Regions from separate parts of the Mus musculus genome. Here region 1 is linked to region 2. A link is a contact called in public HiChIP or PLAC-seq data. All regions are on one chromosome and are shown on one strand. The core of a region is the stretch at or near the end of the contact, and the rest is flanking DNA. Distances in the headings are between cores, read along the strand shown.

Region 1 (7,112 bases), core at 3,502-6,001, 470 kb before region 2:
ATGACCAAGGCAACTCTCATAAAACAAAGCACTTAATTGGTGGACTGCCTGTAGTTTTGGAGGGTTAGTCCATGGCATTTATGGCAGGAAGCAAATAGGCATAAGCAGTAGCAGCAAGCAGAGAGAGAAACTGGGCCTAGTGTAGGCTTTTGAAACCTCAAACCCACTCACAGTGACATCCCTCCTCCAGCAAGGTCACATTATTCCAGCAAGGCCACACCTCCAAATCCTTCCCAAACAGTTCTACTAACTGGTCTGGTGACTACACATGCAAACATATGGGCCTATGGGGGTCATTTTCATTCAAACCACCACAGAGTTCTTAGACATTAAAACATCTAGCAGTGTAAATTTACCTCTGTGGAAACAAATTTTAGAATAAATCCTTGGGGACAGGGATTAGAATCAGATTTTAAAAGCTAAAGTAAGGGCAGAACCAGTGAGATGGCCCAGCAAGTCAGAGTGCTGGTTTCAGGCCTGGTGACTCAGGTTCAATCCCGGGGACCCATAGAAACCGAAAGCTGAATATGGCGATGCACAGTTGTAACTCCAGCACTCCAGCAAGATCTGAAACAGAGACAAGAGAATCGCCTAGAAGCTCACAGTGAGTAGAGTGTCAGAAGCCAGATAGACCATCTCAAGGTGGTGAACAGAGCAAGTTGTTCTCTGACCTCCATACATATGCTGTAATACCCCACCATTACACACACCCAAATAATAAACTCAGAAGTGAACACTGCACAGAGCAGCCTTGGGCTCATACCCATTGCCACAGCCAACAACAGAGAATTGATTAAAAAACAGAGAACAGTGAGAAGAGCATTTGTTCTCTCAAGATCCCGGTACCCATGTGAAAAGGTGGGCATGGCTGTTCATGCCTGTAACCTGAGCACTGGGAACAGTGGGCAGTAGATCCTGGTAGCTTTATGACCAGCCAGCCTAGCCAAAGCATCGTTTCTGATTCAGTAAGAAACCCTGTCTTAAAAGAATGTGGCACAGAGCAGTCGTGGCACACACCCAGTGTCCTCCACACGCACACATGGGCATGAAAAACACACACAATTGGAGGTAGAAAATTTGAATAAAGATAGTTTCCAGAAAGCTAGAAGACAGAGAACCTTGCAAAAGGGGGCTTACATGGTAGGAGACTTGAAGGGATGTCCAGGTCGGGGTGAAGCCACCAAGGCCTGGCCTGCAAGGGGCTGGTTAGGTCAAAATTAGAACCAGAGTGAAGGTGGCTTACAATGAACAGCAGTGAAGCCAGGATAGAAGTGAGGTGGGGTTGAGCTTAAACATAGGCAGTTTCCAGTTCTGCTGGAGACGGCCCGCATTGGATCTGTGAAAGCAGCGTTTGGATAGTGCAAGACCTAGAGTCGGACCATAGGCACCTGCCCTGGTCTGCCACCTCCGTAAGTCACTCTGCTTCACAGCGTGAAGTCATACGAGGAGAGTTTAGCCAGATGTGGTTGTCCATACCTGTGATCTCGGCACTCTTCAGGCTGAGGCAGGAGGATTACATGTTCAAGGCAAAGCTGAGTTATATAATAAGAACCTGTCTCAAAAATAAATCCAATAAAAACTATTGTTTATAAAGTAGACAAATCTGTTAGAAATCCTCTCAAGAGTCCAAACCAGGAAGTAAAGCAAGGTGGCCTTCATGTTTTCCAGCCCCCCTGGCACACTGGGCCGCTGTGGTTTGCTGGCCTGCCTGCCTGCTTCTCCCTCTCTCTTCCTCTACAGCTATTTTATTGAGCTTATTTTAGATGTATTTATTTGGCACAGTCTCAGACTAGCCCTGGAACTTAGCCTCCCGTACCAAGAAGACTCCAGGAGTTCTGGTGTGTAGCGTCAGCCTGCCTCTTCCTCCACTTATATCTTGCAGGTCTTGGAACCCCAGGACAGCCACAGCTAAGCCCGACACCTAGCTGTCAACACAGGTCTGCTTCATAGGCATTGCGATCAGATTGGACTTGCCTGCCTCAAAAACATTTTCTTTGTTGTTTTAAAAATAAATGTTTATTTTTCAAATGTTTGTTTTACATGGATAGGTGTATTGGCTGCACCTCTTGCATGCAGTGCCTGTGGAGGCTGGAAGGGGGCACTAGAACCCCTGACCTTGCCATGTAGATGCTGGACATTGAACCTAGATCCTCTAGAAGAGCAACCACTACTCTTAAGCATTGAGCCATCTCCCCAGCCCCTTTAAAATATTTTAAAGTTTAACTACTAAAAGAGAAAAGTGCCGGGCGTGGTGGCGCACACCTTTAATCCCAGCACTCAGGAGGCCGAGGCAGGCGGATTTCTGAGTTCGAGGCCAGCCTGGTCTACAACTGAGTTCCAGGACAGCCAGGGTTATAAAGAGAAACCCTGTCTCGAAAAACCAAAAAAAAAAAAAAAAAAAAAAAAAGAGAGAGAGAGAGAGAGAGAAGCTGATAGAATTTTGTTGAAATCTTTAGAATTTGACTGTATCGGCACTTACAGATGAGTATTTCAGAAATTCATTCTGGCTTAGTTATTTGATAGTTTTTAATATTTAAAAATGTTTGTTATGTAGAGCTACAGGTAGAAACATTTAGCAGTAAGCAAGTACAAGTAGAACTTAAATTTTCTTTTAAAGAAAGAGGTGTTCTGGGTTTGGCAAACGTGTGCCTCTAATCCTAGTGTGGAGAGTTCAAAGCCAGCCTGCTCTGCATAATGAGATCTAGGCTAGCCTGGGCTACATACTGACACTCTGTCACAAAAGCTTAACAGCCAGGGCTGGGATATGGCTACATCCTGCCCTTGCAGAGGACCCAGGTTCAGGTCCAAGCACACAGCAGATGGCTCAGAACTGCCTGTAACCCCAGTGCCAGGGGGTCTCACACCCCTTATGGCCTGTGAGGGCATCATACTCTCTTGCTCCCACTCACATACAGACACACAAATACACAAAAATAAAAATAAGTCTTTAAATGTTTCCACCCAATGAGCAAACACAAAAATCAGAGCTTGCCTGAATGTGGTAGAGCAAGCCTAAAATAGCAGCACTCAGGGAGTGAAGGCATGAGTTCAAAGCCATCCTGGCTACCTAGCAAAAGATTCTGTTTCTGGATGCTTGCTTATTTGTGGACTGTTGTCTCAGCACTGGTGAAGCATTCGCTGATTTGATAATTGATGGTAGACCCATGGTGGGCAGAAAGTCGTCCGGCTGATATGTCTGCCAGAACCTGAAAGGTCTGAGTGTGCTGTTACCACTGCTGCTTGAATATTAATGACCCAAGCAATTAAAACATGGCATATGGGTGTTCTGGAAAGGCTAGCTTATTTATCCAGATGCCACAAGTGCATTTAGAACTACAAAGGAGGACTAGGGCGTTCTATAGCAATAAATGACTGTGCAGGGAAGTGAGAGAAGAGAGTGGAGGAGGAAGGACAAGGGTAGAGATGACCCTTGTGGCCCATGGGAACAAGTGACAGAAACAGCAGGGCTTGTGGACAGTGACATGGGGTCTGCCCAAATGGCAGCTGTGAACAGGTGTGTGTGTAACAGGTGTTAGGGGAACACCTTAATATTTTTCTCATGTGAGTCACAAAACCAATTTCTTTAAAAACTTTTTCAGACCACCTGTGGGAGTTTCTGGGCTGTCCCACAGAATGTGACAGAGTTCCTGTGCTGTCCCTCAGAGTGTGACAGTTTCTAGGCTTTCCTACAGAGTGTGCCTGAGTTTCTAGGCTGTCCCTCAGAGTGTGACACTTTTTTCTACTAGCCCCGCTTACCTCTCAAACTGGAAATGCTGCATGCGCAACCAAGGTCCAACTCTTCAGACCCAGTTCCCACTGCCTAACAAATAGACCCAATTCTCACTGCCTAACAAACAGACCCAATTCCCACTGCCTAACAGACCCAATTCCCACTGCCTAACAAACAGATCCAATTCCCACTGCCTAACAAACAGACCCAATTCCCACTGCCTAACAAACAGACCCAATTCCCACTGCCTAACAAACAGACCCAATTCCCACTGCCTAACAAACAGACCCAATTCCCACTGCCTAACAAACAGACCCAATTCCCACTGCCTAACAGAGTTTGAGCACACTGTCCCCACACCCTTTTCCCTCCCCCCTTTCTTAGTTCCTGAACTGGCTTTGTTGTGGTTTGTTTTTATTTGTTTGTCTTGAGACAGGTTCTTACTATGTAGCTCTGACTGTCCTGGAATTCATTATGTAGACCAGGCTGGCCTTGAACTCACAGAGATCTGCCAGCCTCTGTCTCCTGAATGCTAGGATTAAAGGCATACAACTACCATACTGAGCTTCTGAACTGGCTTTTCTAAAAGTGTTGCATGTAATAAGTATGTGCAATATGTGTATGTAATATGTATATGTAACATTATGAGTGAGTTTCTTACACTGCCATCCATTTACTTGAGTACTTACTACATGTCAGCCCTCCTATGCAGGGGTGCTGTTGAGTATACTTCTAACCTTTAAATTATATTTGCAAAAAGAGATTTGTACCACTTTCATGAACAATAAAAAGCATGTGCCCTACCCCTCAGCTAACAAAAGCCAACATGTGAGCCAGCTCGACAGCGCTTTGTTCTAGGAGAGAACTAAACACAGGTCTGTCTTGTACATCACCTCCCAGCCAAGGGAGGCAGTAAGTCTCATGCAGTCCCCTTGGGGCCCTGTGACACAGTGCCCCACTCATGTTAGCACTGCCTTTGACTCAGACCGTGCCCTGTACCCCACGGTATGGCATCCCTGCCGGCCTGCTTTGCCTATGGCCCATGTGGTTTCCAGCAACACTGCTCCTACCCCCTCAGGGTCTGGTCCCTTTTGATCCAGTTTAGTTTTAAAGTTTTATCTTCTACTGGGCTTCATTAAGGGGTTTCCCACCTCCTCCCCCAAGCTGTAAATGCTGAGTGGTTCTTGATGTTCAGGTGAACAAATTAGCCCAATTAGATGGGAAAATTAGTTGTTCTTACTTTCTGAAATCCTGCTGAAGGACCTTTCCAAATCACATTTACTGCTTTCAAACTGGCATTTTAAAGAACTCCAGCATGTGGCCTCTGTTTAAGAGCAAAATGTCTTATGCAATACCCTGCTTACAAATGGTTTTAGAGGTTTGCTCGGGACTGACTGGGAAAGCTGTGTGGCCAAGTGATGCGGAGTCTCTGGTGCAAGCATTACCAAGCGTGCTCTACTTTTATTTTAGATGATGGCGGGTGTTATATACAGCAGGGTTGACTAAAACCCACTTTTAATCCTAAAGCCTCATTTTAAGCAAATGTTTTCTCTGCACCTTACCCTCTACCACCCCACACCCTCACCAAAAGTTCTTAGCAGACACAGAAAAGCCTGCTAAATGGTAAAGAGTAAGTGGTAAAGACCCAGCAAATGTGGAGGAAGAGGGACCCTGAGGAGGAGCCCATAAGCTGTAGGGTTATCGGGATGCAGCCGAAGGAACGGGCATCCCTCCATGGCTAATAGAGCAGACACATCTTACCCTGCACAGGGGTCAGCTGCTTCTCTACCTCAGCATCACTCCAGGACTGAGTGAGAGGAGGCATAGGGTTTACCTGAAACATCATGGGCACTCAGTAAACACAGTCACTCCTTCCTGGACCTTTGCAACGCTCAGCCTCAGATGATGGCGTCCTTGGCTGCTGGCTCAACTGCTCTTCAAACAGTCTTATTAATGCCTATTAAAATGAAACCCAATAAAAGTGCCAATATTTGGTGTTGAAATAATTGATGTTGCAGAGCGAGCCAATGAAGCACCTAGGCAGGCCCCTGGCGCAATTTAGCCTCACACCTGGGGGATGAATTTCACAACTGTAATTGCTACCATATAATTCTTATTAATGTTGTGCTATAATTCCTATTTATTCCACGGGGCTTGTAAATGCATTAGGACTTGTCAACATATTATTTTACACTGTTTATGATCTGTAGAATTATGTCCTTCAGGGTTGTATTGTGCAAAAGTGCAAAATAAATGGCTTTGGGCCTCCCTCATTAAAGAGAGTAAAATAGGACCACTGTTGACGAGGTTCTCCACCCCAGCTGTCCTGAACCAGGAAAGCCGATTCTTAATTCAACTCTGGGCAGAGCCCCTTTCATCTTTAGGAATATAAAGGATTCATCTTCCACTCTGAGTAGTCATTCCACGAGTCAGGCCTGTTGGGAAGTGTGTGGCTGGAAGGCAGATGAGATAGGTGGGTGGGAAACGAGTGTTTTCTCTCCAGGAAGCCAGACCTGCACCTCAGAGCTCTGGACATTCCCTGCTTCCTGGCTTGGGGTAGCCTGCCTGCAGTTCCACAGTAGCCTCTGTAAGCTAAAGATCCAACGTCTGGCCCCTCCTAAAAATCTGCTTGAAGCAGTTTGTGTTTTCTAGACTAGGAGAGCAGGAAACCAAGGGACAGAGTTTTCCCCATCACCGTGTCCAGTCTAGCTTGTATGTGTATTAAGAGGGCTCTGTCATTGTTGTCTATTTGTGCTTGGACCCCTGGAGCCTTCCTGGTCGCTTTGCAGCCATGGGCAGTCCTAACTATAATCTTATCCCAGAACGAAATCCTTGCTTCACTAGTTCCTAGCTGTGGATTGCTGGCAAGCTTCTAACCTGGTCTTTTCCTCCCTAGGAGTAACAGCAGGCCATCTGGGTCTAGCATGCCCTCTGCTTGTGCACCAATGGCTGCCACTATTGCTAAGCCTTCAGCCGGCCTGTTGGGAGGGGGCAGCTTTTGACAGTCTTTGTACATCTCTTCTGCTCCACAGGCAGCGAGTATGATGAGGAAGAGGTGGACTATGAGGAGTCAGACAGTGATGAGTCCTGGACCACAGAGAGCGCCATCAGCTCTGAAGCAATCCTCAGCTCCATGTGCATGAATGGAGGGGAAGAGAAGCCTTTCGCCTGCCCAGTTCCAGGGTGTAAAAAGAGATACAAGGTAAAGGAAAGGTCTCTTCACTCAGTGTAACTGCTTGGCAAAGAAGCACTGTAAAATAGCTGCCCTTTGCAATTCTAAAGAGAGCTGCCTGTGTGCCAGGGATAGACACTCATCGCCCATGTTCATGAGAGCGAGAGCCTCAGGGACATGTACCCAGTGCCGTCCGGTGAGCACTGGCTG
Region 2 (6,202 bases), core at 1,356-3,855:
GGACAATTCCTGGGACTCTGGGTACTCCCCTTGGACCTGCAGGTGAGGGAGAAAAGGCTGCAAACCACTTGGAAATACTCCTTCTACAGGATAGAGGCCAGCAGCTGGGTGAGGACTGTACAAGGGACTGTAGAAGAAAAAAACAACAACAACAAAACCCCAACCCATGTGGTCATGTGCAGGCCACTGGTACCTGAAAGTAAAACCTCTGATCTTCGTTCAGAACCAAATGTCAATATAATTACTTACTTTGGACCTTAAAGCACCGGCTCATTCCATGGCAATCAACCCTGAGTGCTTTTCTAAGAAAGACCTAGGTTTCCCAGGGCCACGCATCTATGTTTTTAAGAGGTAAGACCAATCACACAGGGCAACCTGAAATCTACCAGCCTAGCACCAAGTCACAGGTGCCATCCTGACTCAGCCTCCCAGGGTGCTAGGATTTATAGGCCGTTCACCACACCCAACCAACTACTCTTGACACTCTTAATCTCTTAGAAAATCATCTTCTTCCTCCTCCTCTTCCTCTTCTTCTTCTTCTTTTTTTTTTTTTTTTTTTTTTTTTTGGTCAGGGTTTCTCTTAGTAGCCCTGGCTGTCCTGGAACTCACTGTATAGAGCAGGCTGGCCTCGAACTCAGAAATCCGCCTGCCTCTGCCTCCCAAGTGCTGGGATTAAAGGTGTGCGCCACCACTGCCCTGCTACCTCTTAAACATTCTATCCCCTTAGATATCTGGCTATCTCCCTTTTCTAGAAAAATCCACAGAGGTCCTCCAGTTTCCAGAATTTCTTTCCCTGCATCAGCCCTTTAGAGCCACCATAGTCCAAGAAAAAATGGCCTAATTCACTTTTAGGAATGTATGTTTACCTGAGGAGGTTGTTGTTGCTGTTTTGTTGTTGTTTGGTTGGTTTTCCTCTCACTACATAGCAGCTTCCTCCACAAAGCTGTCCTGATTGTTGTGTGGCCCAAAGGACAAAACCTAAGTGGCTGGCCAGGCTTGCTTATACATGTGACTTGGCCTGCACACATCCTCCACTGGAAACCTCCAGGTTCTGGCCCTGCATCAGAGATAGCTGGTCTGGCTGGAGCTTCCCTAAAAGGCAGGGTTTGACTTGGGTTGATCATCTTTTGAATAAAGACAAGAGCTGCCTGCTGGCTATTACTACCTCCCTATATTACAGCAGGAGTTCCTTTCCCAGCCTCAGGGAGGGGTTCTCTCTGTTCTTGTTGGCTTGGGTTTTAGTCTGATTCTGCAGCTAGAACCTGGGGCTCTACACATGCTAATCAGGCACTTTGCCACTGGGACATAACCCATATCTATTGCTTTGCACTTAACATTGGGGTGGGAGGGTGAGAGAAGAGTCTGGCTGTGTAGCCTAGGCTGATAGGAGTTCCAGCCATAGAGTTCAGACTGGCCCCAACTGGATGAGTCTCCTGCTTCTCTCTGCATGTACCCCTATACCAGTGCTTGCTCTGCTTTTTACAATTTTCTCCAAAGGCAAGCCTTTCCATGAGCTGAAGGACTTGAGTCAGCTCTAACTTTCTCATACAGTGTCCTTGCCCTGTTCACCCCATTCACTGATGGTAATAAGAGGGAGACCCACTGTAATATCAGACTAAGGAGTCTACAAGGAATCTGAATTGACCCTAACCAAACCCTTTGAGTGCTGGTCTCTGTCTTCTCTGGATCCCCAGCCTAGGAAGATGTCAACACCCGGTTCCTCTTTCCCAGTCCTTTGTCCCAGATAGGAGATGCATGGAGCCAGACATCCAGCACCAGTGATAACTGGGTGGGAAAAATGCCCCTGCACTCCGTAGTCGGCCTGGAACAGCAAGTCTAACTGGTCTGTGCAGCCAAACCTCTCTTTGGTTTGGTTTGGAGATTTGTGGAAGCTGACTTTCATAGTGTCCACTCCCAACCCAGACTGACCAACCTCCAGGCTAATTGAGCTTCACAGTCTCTGAGACGAAAAATGGTCTCAGATTGAGAGGCACGCAGCTAGAAGTGAATGAACGATTTTAACTTAAGTCAAGAAGCTTCCAAAGGCCAGATTAGGACATTTTCCCTGTGCTCTCAAGGACCAGAAACTGTATCACATCACATTCCCCAACATCCAGGTAATCAGATGCTTCAGGTATGGAAAGATCTGGACAAGGGCCACCCTTCCCGAATTGGCTGGGTGGCTGCGGCTACGGCTGTTAAGCAGAGAATACAGAAAGTACAGGAAAAAATAGTTAACCCGCAGGGTGCCTCATTGTAGACAAACTGCTCGCTCCCAGGCCCTGAGGGTGTGCTGGTGCTGCGACCTTGGGACACAGGGTGGATCAGATTGTGGCAGCGAGCGAGACATGGAAGTGATGTCAGCTCAGAAAACAAGCGCCGCGGGCTAGGAGAGTACTGTGCGCCCCGGCTGACTCGTCATGGCGTCTATATCCCTTCCGTTCACCATCACAGCGGCACCAGGTGCAGCTGCACAATCCCCTAAATGTCCCTTTCAAGCTGAGAGCCAGTCAGGCGTCCCATCCGGTCTTTGCAGCCCGGTCCTGTATCCTCCGCCCCTTGCTGCTGCGGTGACAAAGCACCGCTCACGAACTGCTGTCTTGGTGCGCCCCCCACTGCCGATCGCCAGAGGCGGAAGTCGCATCCTCACTGGCTCAAATGCCAGGGTTCTGCCACTACAGGCACGTGAATCCTGCATAGCTAGAGGTCGGTTGATCATGGCACGGTAGTGAGCCTCGCTCCTGGTGCGTCTGCCCTGGGGTTAGACTCCAGGAGAGCTGGATGCGAGGTCTCCGCCCACATAGTCTCGGTTCCAAAGACTGGTAATTAACTACAGGTGGGAAAATGGACCTATCTCTCTTATGCCACCCTGCCTCCTCCCCAGTCATTTGAGAACCAACGCAGAAATACCCCCCACCCCCGTAAGAACTGTAGCAAGCATACAGTTATAGGATAGAAGTCGTTATAATTTTCACTTGTCAGCCAATATATCCACTCAGTCCAGTCGTGTTCCCAGCGTGCATTGTTCCACTTGATAAGACTCAGCCAGCCCAGGCTGTGGAGCCTCTGGATATTGCTTTGCCTACAGGTCTTGGACAACTCTTTCCTTACTTTTTGAGGCCTATTGATCAACAAGCAACCCTTCTCAGATTCACCTAGACAGTGGTCTTGAAGTGTGGTCTGTACAGCATCTGGGAACTCCATTCTGGGATCTTCTGAATCAAAAATTCTTAGCCTTGGGTTCAGTAATATGTTTCAACAAGCCCCTCAAATGATTACAAAGCACATTCAAGATTAGAAGTGCTGCTCTGTAGATTTCATCACGTCTGTGGTCCTTTGCCTGAGATGGGTTTCTAAAAGAGTACCTTAAAGGTTGCACACACATACACACGTATGCATATTTGAGTATCTCTATTCTTTATCACTTCTAAGTAGCTCTTTTGTTGTTGTTTTGATTTGTTTGTTTTGTGTTTCATTTTTGGAGACAAGTGGTTGTTTGTTTGTTTGTTTGTTTCTGTGTAGCCCTGACTGTCCTGGAACTCACTTTAGGTTAGGCTGGTCTCCAACTCAGAGATTGCCTCTGCCTCTGCCTCTGCCTCTGCCTCTGCCTCTGCCTCTGCCTCTGCCTCTGCCTCTGCCTCTGCCTCTGCCTCTGCCTCTGCCTCTGCCTCTGCCTCTGCCTCTGCCTCTGCCTCTGCCTCTGCCTCTGCCTCTGCCTCTGCCTCTGCCTCTGCCTCTGCCTCTGCCTCTGCCTCTGCCTCTGCCTCTGCCTCTGCCTCTGCCTCTGCCTCTGCCTCTGCCTCTGCCTCTGCCTCTGCCTCTGCCTCTGCCTCTGCCTCTGCCTCTGCCTCTGCCTCTGCCTCTGCCTCTGCCTCTGCCTCTGCCTCTGCCTCTGCCTCTGCCTCTGCCTCTGCCTCTGCCTCTGCCTCTGCCTCTGCCTCTGCCTCTGCCTCCTGAGTGCTGGAATTAAAGGCACTGGGGATGCAGCTCAGCTGGTAGGATGCATGCCTAGAAGGCGTGAGGTTCTAGGTTTCACTACCAGCATGGCATAAACTAGGTGTGGCAGCCCATGCATGCAATCCCAGCACTCAGGAGAGGAAGGCAGGCAGGTCAGAGGTTTGAAAGCATTCTCCATATGAGGGGCTGGAGAGATAGATGCTCAGGGTTGGGAACACTGGCTGCTCTTCCAGAGGACAGGGTGCTATACCCAGCACCCACATGGCAGCTTACAGCTCATTGTAACTCTGCTTCCAGGGGGTCTGATGCCCTCTTTGGGTATTTACAGACACCAGGCATGCACACAATGCACAGATATCCATGCCTAAAAAAATATCCACACAGATAAACTAAAATTTAAAAGTAAAATAATAAGTGTGATAAAAGATTATATATATATGTGTATATATATATATATATATATATATATATGCACACACACACATACACACACACACACACACACACACGAGTTCAATATCATCCTAAGCTACAGGAGATACTAGCTCACAAACAAAACAGCAACAAAAAAGGTATAATTTCACTTTCTACCCTTCACTGGGGATGGACCCAGTTTCACTACTGAGCTATACACCTCCACCCTACATAATGACTTTCCTTTGGGACTGTTTCTAAGATGTTAATTTAGGCCTAAATCAAACATCTTTAGAGGAGCCCTAAAAAGCTGACACATTATATGCATGTGTGTGTGCATATGTATCTGTTGTCATTGTCAGATTTTTCTAAACACACAAACATGTCAGTTGCCGTTTAATAAGCTAAAGGTGCAAGTGAGTTTTATAGATTAGGTAGCCTGGGCCTAAGGTACCACCAAGATGACCTAAGAATAAGGAGTAGCTGTGTCTCCTGAGTACTGGCTACTGTTCTAGATGCTGTGCGTATAAGAAATCCACTAGCTTACTACAGTTATCATCATGCCAGTTCTACAGATGGGGGAGCTGAGTCAGAGGGTTTAGAGGCTCGCTCAGGAACACACAGCCTGCTAAAGCAGAAGTGAGAGCTGATCCAAGGGAGGGCTACCCCGAGCCTGGCTCCTCCTCCTTCCTGGCATCAACCTGGCCTCCACAGTCCTTTGTTCTTAAAAAATACTGGATTTCACAATGGCTACAGCTGGCAGTAGGAATGGCTGTGAACAGGGCTGGCAGATAGGTTTTGGCAGACAGCAAGTTTAGTGTGTGTAAGCTTCTAGGTTGGTGTTCAAGTACCAAATGCCAATAACAACAACAATAATAGTAAGAATAAAACTAAGCCAAAATGATGGTACGTGTCCTTACTTTCAGCACTCTGGAAGCAGCCAGCAGGTCTTTTGAGTTTGAGGCCAACTTGATCTACACAATGAGTTCCCATCCAGTATCACACAGTAAGATCTTGTCTCAAAAACAAAAATAAAAACAAAAACACCCCAAAGCAACCAACCAAACAAAAATCCCCCTCAAAGTAGTCATGGTAGTACGTACTGTTAGTCCTAGAACTCCAGATCTCTGGTGGAGTTTAAGATCAGCCTGGTCTACATAGCAAGTTCCAGCCAGCTAAGTTTACCTTTGAGAACTTGTTTCAAAACATAAAAACCAGGCTAGAGAGATGGTTCTGTGGTTACAAGCATTGGCTGCACTTTCAGAGGACCAGGGTTCTTCTTCCAGCACCCACATAGTGGATCACAATCATCTTAACTCCAGTTCCAGGGGATTTGATGCCCTCCTCTGGCCTCTCCAGGCAGCAGGCAAGCGAGTGGTGCACAGACATACGTGCAGGCAAAACACCTACAATAATGAATCAAAACTAGAAATTAGATCTAAAATTTAAAAGCACTAACAGTGTCTATCACATTCATGTCGACTTTTCTCAACCACTATTGCAGTTGTTACAAGAGATTTGTTAAATAGAAATTGCTGACATCTGTCGGGCTGTGGTGGTGGTCCGCCCCTTTATTTCCAGCACTCAGGGATGCTGTGACAGGTTCGAGGCCAACTTAGTCTACAGAGTGAGTTACAAGACACAAAGAGCTACACGGAGAAACTGTCTTGAAGAAAAGGAAGGAAGGAAGGAAGGAAGGAAGGAAGGAAGGAAGGAAGGCAAACAAGCAAGTTCTAACATCTATCTTATATTCCCATTTTACAGGTCAAGAAATAGTCCCAGAGAGTTTAAATACCTGCTAAAGGACCAAGGATCACCCAGCTTCTTTGAG

Evidence for each region. HiChIP or PLAC-seq counts read pairs in DNA pulled down with a chosen protein or histone mark.
Region 1: a contact with region 2 is called in an H3K4me3 HiChIP or PLAC-seq map of embryonic limb bud, with 4 times the contacts expected there. The contact joins two enhancer-like sites. A contact is called at or near these places in 10 of 39 promoter capture datasets (the 3T3-L1 cell line, the C10 cell line, cranial neural crest and 4 more), 2 of 484 Hi-C or Micro-C datasets (Sertoli cells and bone marrow-derived macrophages), 12 of 115 datasets of contacts at active chromatin or transcription factors (craniofacial prominence, embryonic basal ganglia, embryonic hindbrain and 7 more) and 3 of 9 other capture datasets (adipose tissue, embryonic stem cells and liver).

What each region holds. Positions count from the first base shown.
Region 1 is chr6:52,777,355-52,784,466 of GRCm38.p6, reverse strand. It overlaps Jazf1 (JAZF zinc finger 1), which reads left to right. Exons shown (of 5, transcript NM_173406.3): 4 at 6,763-6,932. Among named protein-coding and RNA genes, the nearest start is that of Gm52904, 18 kb to the left of the region's middle. Within about 2 kb of position 4,751, at least 7 of the 459 cell types and tissues checked have an H3K27ac peak or open chromatin away from gene starts, as enhancers often do. A contact at or near this core is called in embryonic limb bud, where this site is marked.
Region 2 is chr6:52,302,469-52,308,670 of GRCm38.p6, reverse strand. It overlaps Evx1os (even skipped homeotic gene 1, opposite strand), which reads left to right. Exons shown (of 4, transcript NR_038163.1): 4 at 1-282. Among named protein-coding and RNA genes, the nearest start is that of Evx1, 7.9 kb to the left of the region's middle. Within about 2 kb of position 2,605, at least 48 of the 459 cell types and tissues checked have an H3K27ac peak or open chromatin away from gene starts, as enhancers often do. A contact at or near this core is called in embryonic limb bud, where this site is marked.